3 separate regions of the Mus musculus genome follow, and all the other regions are linked to region 1. A link is a contact called in public Hi-C and HiChIP or PLAC-seq data. All regions are on one chromosome and are shown on one strand. The core of a region is the stretch at or near the end of the contact, and the rest is flanking DNA. Distances in the headings are between cores, read along the strand shown. Region 1 holds the start of Tctex1d1 (Tctex1 domain containing 1). Region 2 overlaps Wdr78 (WD repeat domain 78). Region 3 overlaps Sgip1 (SH3-domain GRB2-like (endophilin) interacting protein 1).

Region 1 (3,501 bases), core at 380-2,879:
GTTATACTGAAGTTTGCATCGAGCTGAAATGCAGCGTAGTCCCAGAAAGAGAGAGAGACAGAGAGACAGAGACAGAGAGACAGAGAGAGTGAGAGAGAGACTTGGAGAAGATAAAATGTCACTTTCCAAGTGAAACCACAGGAAAATGTGACAGCCTCGATGTGCTTCTCAGACAAAATATATATATTGAATAGAGGAAATTCTATTTTACCTAAAGTTATTTCCATAAATGGGGAAATGATGGGGGTTTTTGTTTTTGTTTGTTGTTTGTTGTTTGTTTGTTTGTTTAAGACAAGCTAGCTTGTAACTCAATATGTTGATCAGACTGGCCTGGAATTTTCAGTAATCCTCACAACTGCCCCCTTAGCTCTGAGAAAAGAGCCACTATAGCCTTGGATTTTTGAGGGCTTTTAGTTCTTGTGTCTGACAGATGGTTTTAGAGAGGAAGCAGGTCTGGTACCTGGTACCATTTACACAGGCATAGTCCAGAAGGAAGGCAGAGAATGGGAAGCTGGAAAGCGTAAAGCAGGTAGAAAAAAGCATAGGAGAGCCTGTCTGGACTGCGAGTAAGGAAGCCCCGCCCCCACGCACTACAGACCACCAGCACTGCTGCCACCGCCCCATCCTCTCCTTGAATCTTGAATCCATACGCCTCCACCTCAGCCTCCCAAGCGTTGGGGTCGTAATTACACACTACGAATCCCAACACGAAAACATAAACCACAAAAGAAAACTAAAACTTTTTTGGTAAGTAGAACATCAACAAAATGAAGTATTTTCACAACGTATATAATAATATAGTTAGAGAACTGCTAGAATATCTATCCACAGGTATAGCGTTGCATGTTAACAATAAAAGGGGAAGCCAGTTTTAAATAGAGTCAGAGGAGATGGCAGTGCCCACAAGGGGAGTCTAAAGGCCAAGCAGAGTAAGAAGAGCTACACAAGCACACTGGAAAACCAGAGATGCGTAACTTAGAGCAAGGTGTCTTCTACACCCGTGCTGATAGCAAAATGCTGGCAGACAGAATAGCAAACATTGCTGAGGGCAGTGAGAATAAAAATAGATCCAGCTGTTTAGTGCACACATCATCTGGACATTAATAATATATAAATAAATAAAATAAAAATAAAACATTAAGTTCTGTAGAGGCAGACAGCTTAATTCCTTTCATATCTCCTAGTATGACATCTCAAAGACAGAACAGCACCTGCGCACAAAACTGTCCTTCATGGACTATTTTGATCAGTGAGTGAGCAGTTATTATTGCATTATGTGAATTCTTAAGTAATTAAGTCTTTTTTGCTCTAAAATAAATTCTGCTTACAAGTCCATTATATAGTAAGTCCGGAGTGACTTGTAAGATGAATTTACAACCTAGGAAAAGTGTTTATTCAAGTGTTTGGTACAAAGCAAGCTTTATTTTAGCTTTCTTATTGAAAAAGTCCATTTGCATCTATTCCAAAAACGAAAGGAAGGGAGAAGAAGGAAGGAAGAACAAGGAGGAGAGTAAGGGTTTCCTCTGCACTGGAAATATGGCAGGGCTGGCCACACCCCTCGTTAATGACGTCACAGTCATGTGACATAGCCAGGCCTCAAACACATCCAGCATCACCTCTCCTGATTGCAGTGTGGCTTTGAAACCATGCCTCCTTCAGGCCCTGCAGGAGATGTCTATCGTCTGGCCTTGACCATCAGTTCCGTTCCTCTCAGATGAACAGTAGCCCACCACGTCAAGAGCTGGCCCTGCGCTTTTACCCACACCTATGATTGTTCTGCCAGTCTCCTGTGCTAGGTTTTACATCTGTCAGTCCAGGGCTTGACTGTTCATGGGAGGTAGGTATATTCTGTGTCCTTCGAAAAACACCCTTACTCTTGGGGAAAAAAAAAAAGCTTCCCACAAGACGATACCTTCTACTGTTTTCTCATTTCTTTAATTTGTGAAGGTTTTCAACTTCTGTTTCCACTATAGCCTTCTAAAAAGATAGGCCAATTGGGATAAGATATCATGAAACTGCATGACTTCCACAAAGACGCACCATTTACTGCTAGGAAATGAGCTGGCATGCTTTAGGTTTTAAACATAATCAGAAGGGGAAAAAAAATCCATAGATAGTCTTAGTCCCCAGTTAAGCAAGTCTCTGTATATTGTATCTTTCTCTATATATCATATTCCAGGAGCATATTTAATTTTAAATGCATCTTTTGTGTGACCATCACTCTGGACTCTGACACATCATAGGCCATAAATTTTTGTTTAAAAGCTTTTTTAAAAATTAAAAAAAAACAAAAACAAAAAAACCCACAGAACCTATAGCCTTCTTTTCTCTGTGCACTGCAATGTCTATCTATCCACTAGAGGGCAGCACATGACTTTAATGACGCGCTTCCCCATCCTTCCTGAAGGCCCTCTTATGGACATGGGTGGCCACCAGTTACAAAGCCCAGGAATTTATGTTTGTTCTCAACAGTAACTCTTATTTCAAGAAACCTGAATACAATTCTGTCCTCAAAAGTAGCTCATGTACTTCCAAGCACAGCCTGGATTTTTACATGAAACTATACATATTTTGATTTTAAAATACCTTTATATAAGATATACTTCTCTTTTCTCTTTTCCCCTACTGTGAATGTGTTTGTTGAATGCTTACACCAGTTTTTAGATCAGATTCTCAGCACATGCCTGATGCCAGTACTTGAGGAACAAAGGTGGGGAGGATCACAGAGAGTTGGAGGCCAGCCTCGTCTACCGAGCAAACCCCAAGCCAGTCAGCACTGCACAGCAAGACACTGTCTCAATTAATTAAGATAAGATTGACTGCAGCATTCTCTAGGCAATGAGACTAGGTGTCGGAAAGGATTAGCTCGGCAGGTTGGATCACAGAACTGGACTTCATCCACTTGTAGTGTTGGGACATGTAGCCAATATGTTTATTGTATTTATGCCTGCAGTTGAAAGCTTAAATGCATTTAATAAGCAGATCACGTGCTTGTCTTTAGCAATACAAATGCCTCGAGCCTCTTTGTGTAAGCCAGTGTTCTGGACTTCATTGATAAGCCCATGCTTTTAAAATATAGGAACTCCTCAATTTCTAAAAACTGTACCAAGGGGCTAGAGGGATAACTCAGTGCAAGAAACACTGGCTGCTCTTTCAAAGAACCAGGGTTTGCTTCCCAGCACCTATAAGGCAGCTCACAGCCCCAAGTGATCTGACACCCTCTTCTGGCCTCTGTGGGCACCAAGAGTTCGCATGACTCACACAGACATACCTGTAGACTAAAGATCCAGCTACCAAAAATAAAAATAACACAGAAAATAAAAGTAAAAGGAAAATATAACTAGCCCATATTATACTTCCATGTTTCTTGCTCATGCTGCAACCACTGTTAATACCTCTTAAGTCACCCATCACTCAAGTGAGGAATATATTTTAAATTTTCTGTATTCTCTTTCTTTTCTTTTTTTTTTCTGGGTTTCTCTGCATAGCCCTGGCTGTCCT
Region 2 (3,501 bases), core at 424-2,923, 110 kb after region 1:
CCTAGATAGGATAGCCAGTCACTTGATATGGCCCGTTAATGTAATTAAGAGGCAAGATGCATATAGAAACTGCCAGCATGATGGCAAACTTTTTAAAGATTTATTTATTTATTTATTTATTTATTTATTTATTTATTTATGTGAGTTCACTGTTGATCTCTTCAGACACACCAGAAGAGGGCATCAGATCCCATTACAGATGGCTGTGAGCCACCATGTGGTTGCTGGGAATTAAACTCAGGACCTCTGGAAGGCAGTGAATGTTTTTTCTTAACTGCTGACCCATCATCTTTCCAGCCCGACAACAAACTTTTTAATTAATTCTTTTTCTGTTTGTTTGTTTGTTTGGGTGGTTGGTTTTTGTTTTTCAAGACAGTCTCTCTGCGTAGCTCTGGGTGTCTAGAACTTACTCTAGGTTAGCCTTGAACTCAGGGATCCACCTGTCCCTGCCTCCTGACTGCTGGGATTAAAGACAAGCACCATCATCCCCAGTCACAAAAAGCTTTATATATATATGTATATATATATATATATATATATATATGTATGTGTGTGTGTGTGTGTATAAATATATTTATATATACATATATATATACACATATATATTACAGTTTTAAAGAGTCATAATACACTCTAATGATAAAACACACAGAAGTCAGAATGGCAAAATGATACTTTACTTATTAATATTTTGGACTATGCAATACTAGAAGTATAGGTTTGAAAAAAGTGCTTTCCACACAGTACCAAGTAGAGCCTACTACAGCTGGAGGGACCCAAGAACCTCAGTTCAGCCTGGCTGTGTCAGCAGTTCACTCTACATGTACTCTGACAGTCTGAATGAGAATGGCCCCACAGCTTGTGTTTGAATACATGGTCCCCAGTTGGTAGAACTCTTGGGAAGGATTGTTGGAGGTGCGTCACCAGGTGCAGACAGTAAGGTTTCACTGTGTTTTCCAGTGCTTGCTCTCTGCCTCAAGGCTGTAGATCAAGATGTGAGCTCTAAGTTCTTCCTTCACTCTGACACCTTCTGAAGCCATAAGCCCCCCCCCCAAATTTTTTTAATAAGTTGCCTTGGTTATGGTGATTTAACAAAGCAAGAGAAAAATAACTAAAATGTTCACCTTTTTAATTGTCTTAATTCTTTCCAGTCTTACAGATAATGTCTCCTGATTGTTTTGCCTTTGTTTGTGTGTTGCTCAGGTCTTAGGACTATTGCTTATGTGTCTTCACCCAGTTTCTTCTAAGACATTCTTCACTATATTGCTCAGCGACATTGTATACGTCCCTCTCTCCTTTCTCTCATCCTATCCCCTCCCAATTTGCTTCTTTTTTGTTGTTGTTACTTGTTTGTCCATGAGAACATAGCAAATACTTTAACTGGGGGGAAAAAAGGTGGCTGATAAGTAACAGCAGATATGTAAGCCCCAAGGAAGTAGTCAGCATGATACAACCCATCCAAAAGTTACAAACTCTATAGCAATGGTATCTCATGAGGGTGGGTCAGGTAAAATCCCTGCAGCGGAGCGTAAGAGAAAGTCTGTACGTTCAAATAAGGTCCTGACTGAGAACACAGATGAATGAAATAAGGAAGATGCTGCAGGATGTGAAATGGGGCTTCAACAAAGAGCTAGAAATACCGAGGAAAAACCAACCTAAAATTCTAGAAATGAGAAACAATGAGTCAAGTCAAAAGCTCTGGGGGAAGTCTCATCAATAGTGTGAATCAAGGAGATAACAGAACACTGAACTTGAAGGCAAGGTGAGGGAGCCCAGGCTACAACATCGAGAATTCTGGAATACACTGGAATAGGCATTTCAGAAAAGGCAAATGTGTGGCTGATGGGCATAGAAGACAGAGAAGAATTTAGTTCCAAAAGCATGGAAAACACTTTTTAAAGGATCAATGGAAACAATGTTCAAAGTCAAGAGATGCCAATCCAGATACTGGAGGCCTTTAAGTCACTAAACAAATGAGACATAAAAGAGTGTCTTCTCATTGCATCGAGACTAAAACATGAAACACACAGAAGTATAGGGAAGGTAGGTGCCACCAGGATATTAAAAGCAGCAAGAGAGAAACTTGCAGCCACATGCACATCACGCAGGCCCATCAGAGTGACAGCAAGTTATCTGAGAGTTAAAGGTAAGAAGGGCTAGACAGATGTGTTTCATGCTCTGAAACAGAACACATACAATAGGGCCTGCTACAATTGAAGAAAAAATATCCTCATCTCACCCCCACAAAAAGAAAACCTGATGAACGGAATTTATGATTAGTATGCTAGTTTTACACAAAAATCCATAAAGGAATCCTTTGGACTGAGAGAAAAACAAATCCATCCACAAGGCCATCGGGGGAAGAATCATGTTAGAATAAGAGTTAAGGAAGAGAAGTGGGGGAGGGACCTAAACATTGCAAAACCAGCAAGATGGCGGGAAGGGTGAACATCTTTCAGCTTCAATTCCCCCAATTAAATGCACAGACCAGCAGAATGGATTAAAGAGCAGGGGTTGTCTATTTGCTGCCTCCAAGAAACACGGCTAAGCATAAAAGAGATGTAAAAAGATGTGACACTTCAACATCCCAAGGTGTAGACAGAAAATGGACTTAGGAAACAAACAGATGTTGCTGTTCTGATAGACTTCACACCAAAATTACCAAGAGGTAATAGAGGTAGACACTGTGTGGGTGCTAAGGAAACCATCCTTCAGGCCACTAGGATTCCCTGAGCACAAATGCACCCAATTTCATAAAACAAATATTAGTAGATGGAAAGCCACAAATTAATACTAGTCCAAGAGTAGTGGGTGTCTTCCATAACAACAACAAAAAGACCAAAAATTAAACAAAACATGTGATGAGTGAAAACTAGTGAGATTAAAACAGAAATTAAAATCTCCAAAAAAAAACCTCCCATTTTTTTTTAATCTGTTCAGTGCTACACACCCACTCCATTGTTTAGCTTGGGCTGTTTTCATGATAATAAGATTTGTGAGTTCTTTGCATACACTGGATGTCTATTTGGCAAAGATTTTCTCCCTTTCTATTGCTGCCGCTTCACCTGCTTGACAATTTCCTTTGCTGCACACCATGAGATACCATTTGTTGCTTTTTGTCTCATTTCTTGAATGGTCGTAATGCTGTCCAGAGTGTCCTATGCCTGAATCCTGACGTAAGCTCTCTTCTCTTTTCCTCTATCGTTTCAGGTCTTATGTTGAGTTCATCGATCCATCTGGAGTTTAGCTTTGTCCAGGGTGACTTTATCCATTCTTCTAAACACAGCTATCCAGTTTCCCCAGGACTTTCTAAAGGGGCCATCTTTACTCCAGTGCATATTTTTGCCATCCTTATCAAAATTAGGTGGCTACAGTTGTATGACCTTGAAGTTGGATTCTCTAGTCTACTCCAGTGACCTATGTCTGTTTTGTACCAGTGCCATGCTGTTTATAATGCTAGGTCTCTAGAGTATTAATTGAAATTGGGTTTTGTCATACCCT
Region 3 (3,501 bases), core at 378-2,877, 67 kb before region 1:
CTTCCTACCTTTGGGCCCACCTGGATTATTCTGATCTTAAGATATGAAAGATGAGTCTACACTTGGGTGAAGTTGGGGAGAGCTTATGACAATTGTGTGAACTCTTGAATCTACCAAACATATAGAGAAAATAATGTATATTTAAAGAAAAAAGAAAAGAACATTTACCTGTTGGAAGAAGAATTCCTAAATTTTATCTACAAAATGAGAAACGCTGTTCAAAGGGATGAATCTTTTGATAGGGGCCAAAAGGTTCTGCTTTTTTTAATCCTGAGGTTTTATTCCATAAGAGTAACTACTGGGAATATTTATAATTGATATTTATTCTTTGAGCCATGACTCAATTCCTCACTTTCTAAGACATACTAAGATTGTTGAAGCTCCAGGCAGTGGTGGTGCATGCCTTTTAATCCCAGCACTTGGGAGGCGGAGGCAGGCAGATTTCTGAGTTGGAGGCCAGCCTGGTCTACAAAGTGAGTTCCAGGACAGCCAGGGCTACACAGAGAAACCCTGTCTCGAAAAAACAAAAAACAAACAAACAAACAAGATTGCTAAAGCATAGTGCTGCAAAGTCTGTCAGATACACTGTATAGAGCCTGGATATAACGTCCTCTGTGGAGCCCCCTTGGGACCAGTACTGTTTCCCTGACCACGCCCTGCACTGGAGTTCTGTGTGACCAGGATTCATGTTCAGTCACAATTCCTCCTGAGGGTTTACTCAGCACAGTGCCCTGGCTCTTAGTAAAGGAATTGAACATAACCGTGGCGTGATGTTTGTTAAATGAATAAAATGTTGTCAATGTTGTTTAGGGCCGTTTGAAGAACTATGGGCATAGGATGGAGGAGTCTGTATACTGTATTCTGTCTCTTGGTGTCCTAGTCAGGGTCATCACTGCTTCGATGAAGCACTATGACCAAAGGCAACCTGGAAGGAAAGAGTTAATTTGGCTTACAAGTCCTGAATCACCTTCCACTGAGAGAAGCCATGGAAGGAACTCAAACAGGGTGGAAATCTGGAGGCAGGAGCTGATGTAAGAGGCCAGGGGCACTGCTTACTGGCTTGCTTCCCATGGCTTGCTCTGCCTGCTTTCTTGTAACACCCAGGACCACCAGCTCAGGGGTGGCCCTACCCACAATGGACTGGGCCTTTGCATAACAGTTACTGATTTAAAAAACAAACCAAACCAAACTTTACATGCTTGCCTGCAACCCTATCTTATGGAGCCATTTTTTTCAATTGAGTTTCCTCTTCTCTTCTCCAATGATTCTGGCTTATATCTAGTTGACATAAATTAGCCAACACACTTGCTGTTGCCATTTTTTAACATTTAGATCATGACTAGCCCATTTCCAAGACTAAGGGTATAGATAAAAGCCCAAATCATGTGTCTTTTACTTTGTTGTATAATTTTGGAAGAATGCGATCACTGACATGTTATTCTCTCTTTATAGCACCTCCACCTCTGCCTCCAAAAACTGTACCAGCCACTCCGCCTCGAACAGGCTCCCCCTTAACAGTTGCAACAGGTAAACTAGAATCTTTACGGCTCTGAAATGATGTGGCAAACACAGCCACGGCCTTGGACTGCAACGTGCCCTTGATGTTGGAAAGTGCAGGCTGTGCTAAAACCACACAGTATCGGTGTTGAGTTTCCATTTCACTGCAAGTTCTTGTGCTGATTTACCGTAAGGTATACTCTTGGTCTTCACGAGTACTCAAACGCTCAGTTTTCCTTCAACGTCATTTTATGTGATGAGGGCCACACAAGTTATAAAGTAAAATAGCCATAAGACAAAAAAAAAAAAAAAAAAAAAAAAATCAGCTGTTTGGTTTACTCCATGTCTGACTGTGTTGGCTCTCATTTGAATGATCTGAAAATGAAGTCTCGAAGCATAGTCTGCATCTTTCTTCAAGTCTTTAAGCCTTTTGTTAGAACTAACATTTATGAATGGTTAGTGTTTAAAAGCCTTAGTGGGTCCCAGGATGAGGGGTGGTGACTGGTGGAGGAGTTATTGTCCCCAGTGGCCATTCACGTAGTCATTTCCCTGCAAAAGCTGGAGTCATCATTGCAAAATATGGCAAGGAATTGCTGTAAACTATTTATACATAACACTTCTGAGGCACCACTTTTCCTTCCTATAAAAATCAATACTGTGCATTCATGCAATTTATAATCTGCTAGGTCTTATTGGACAAGCAATTCAAAAATGGTGATGGTGATTTTATTTACCTGGGCCCTAGAATGGGGCTCTTTATCACCTTTGGAGTCCTATAGCAGCATTTACGCTTGGCTGTCTCTGCAGCCTGGTGAGTTTGATAGAGACAGAACAGTGTATTTATCAGAGAAGCAGAAAGTGAGGCACAGTCATTTTACGAAATTTATACTGACTCAAGCCCAGTAGAGAGACTCATGAAAACCATCATAAACAAGGTATTTGTGAGGTCAGCTGTTTGGAGACCCTGTGTTTCCACATAAATTGTGACAGCAACAAAATTGTAACTTATTGCCAGCCGTGCACAATGCTGCCCCATTTATCTGTGGCTGTGGAGCCTTGGAAAGTAACTCCTTTCCAAACAGAAGAATGGAAATACCAGCCAGTGCTTATAGCCCATGAGTCATTTACAAGTAAAATGGGGTCTGGCCGTGCCTTCCACCTATTTAGGTAGCAATTTCTAATTTAAATAACCTCATAATCATTTAAAAAGAAAGAAAAAGGACTATTCTCCAAATTGTAATTATCAAATATTTTATACTTCACTAAAGAAGTCATTTTTTTTATTTTTCCATACTATTGATATATATTGAAAAGAATACCCTGCTAATATTTAAGCAAAATGAAATTTCCTTCATCATACTTGAGGAAGCTATGCATCTCAGTCACTACTGGTTTGTTAACAAGCCCAGCTTTGTGAGAAAAAAAAAAATCTAAAAATGTTTCGATGGTGTTTTTCTCCTCTGTTAAGCAGGTACACATATAACATTTCTAATCAGTAGCAAATGCCTTGCTGTGCCCCCTGTGCGTGTTGTGTGTGGAGTGTGTGTGTGTGTTTGTATATATTCATGTGGGGTTATCATCTTAAGTACACTTTTTTGTGTTTATGGTATATTTAAAGTAAATCAATAGCTAAATGTGATGTCCTGTTTTGTTTTTGCTTTGTGTCTTTTCAATTAGCAGAGATTATCATTAGTTCCACCAAACATTTGTTAACACCCTAGACTGGAGACACTTTGTAAAGATGAGGACGGTTTTCAGAGCTCAAATCTTTCCAGCATTATGCGTATTCAGCAGACCAGCTTTTCAGAAGTGCCCTCCCTTTGGGTAGCTGCCCTTTCAGAGCCTGAAGGTCTCTGTGACCCTCGTACTAACTTTTCAAAATGATCACCGCTACTCCACTTGAGAGGTGTATCATGCTCAGCATTTTTAATAATAGGGAGGTGGTCAGCCACAGTCACCTTACAAAGGAGGGGACAGTGGCCCAGGAATAGGACGCTCATGTAT

Evidence for each region. Hi-C and Micro-C count contacts between places; a contact is called where the count stands out from the background. HiChIP or PLAC-seq counts read pairs in DNA pulled down with a chosen protein or histone mark.
Region 2: a contact with region 1 is called in a BATF HiChIP or PLAC-seq map of CD8 T cells, with 14 read pairs. The contact joins the enhancer-like site here to the promoter of Tctex1d1 in region 1. A contact is called at or near these places in 4 of 39 promoter capture datasets (HPC-7-derived erythroid cells, cranial neural crest, maxillary cranial neural crest and 1 more), 1 of 15 datasets of contacts at CTCF or cohesin (CD8 T cells), 6 of 484 Hi-C or Micro-C datasets (the HPC-7 cell line, Th1 cells, adipose-derived mesenchymal stem cells and 3 more), 4 of 115 datasets of contacts at active chromatin or transcription factors (CD8 T cells, Th17 cells, effector CD8 T cells and 1 more) and 4 of 9 other capture datasets (adipose tissue, liver, macrophages and 1 more).
Region 3: a Hi-C map of Th1 cells shows a contact between it and region 1, with 2.7 times the contacts expected there. The contact joins the enhancer-like site here to the promoter of Tctex1d1 in region 1. A contact is called at or near these places in 2 of 39 promoter capture datasets (liver and pre-B cells), 1 of 15 datasets of contacts at CTCF or cohesin (CD8 T cells), 18 of 484 Hi-C or Micro-C datasets (DN3 thymocytes, ECoMG myeloid progenitors, the HPC-5 cell line and 13 more), 2 of 115 datasets of contacts at active chromatin or transcription factors (CD8 T cells and bone marrow-derived dendritic cells) and 4 of 9 other capture datasets (adipose tissue, liver, macrophages and 1 more).

What each region holds. Positions count from the first base shown.
Region 1 is chr4:102,984,750-102,988,250 of GRCm38.p6, forward strand. It overlaps Tctex1d1 (Tctex1 domain containing 1), which reads left to right and starts at 1,630. Exons shown (of 5, transcript NM_001163767.1): 1 at 1,630-1,837. All of the region lies in intron 1 of Gm12709 (predicted gene 12709), which reads right to left.
Region 2 is chr4:103,097,073-103,100,573 of GRCm38.p6, forward strand. The region is part of intron 2 of Wdr78 (WD repeat domain 78); the gene reads right to left. Among named protein-coding and RNA genes, the nearest start is that of Wdr78, 15 kb to the right of the region's middle. Within about 2 kb of position 1,674, at least 4 of the 459 cell types and tissues checked have an H3K27ac peak or open chromatin away from gene starts, as enhancers often do. A contact at or near this core is called in CD8 T cells and Th17 cells, where this site is marked.
Region 3 is chr4:102,917,329-102,920,829 of GRCm38.p6, forward strand. It overlaps Sgip1 (SH3-domain GRB2-like (endophilin) interacting protein 1), which reads left to right. Exons shown (of 26, transcript NM_001285852.1): 15 at 1,453-1,527. Among named protein-coding and RNA genes, the nearest start is that of Tctex1d1, 67 kb to the right of the region's middle. Within about 2 kb of position 1,628, at least 4 of the 459 cell types and tissues checked have an H3K27ac peak or open chromatin away from gene starts, as enhancers often do. A contact at or near this core is called in Th1 cells, where this site is marked.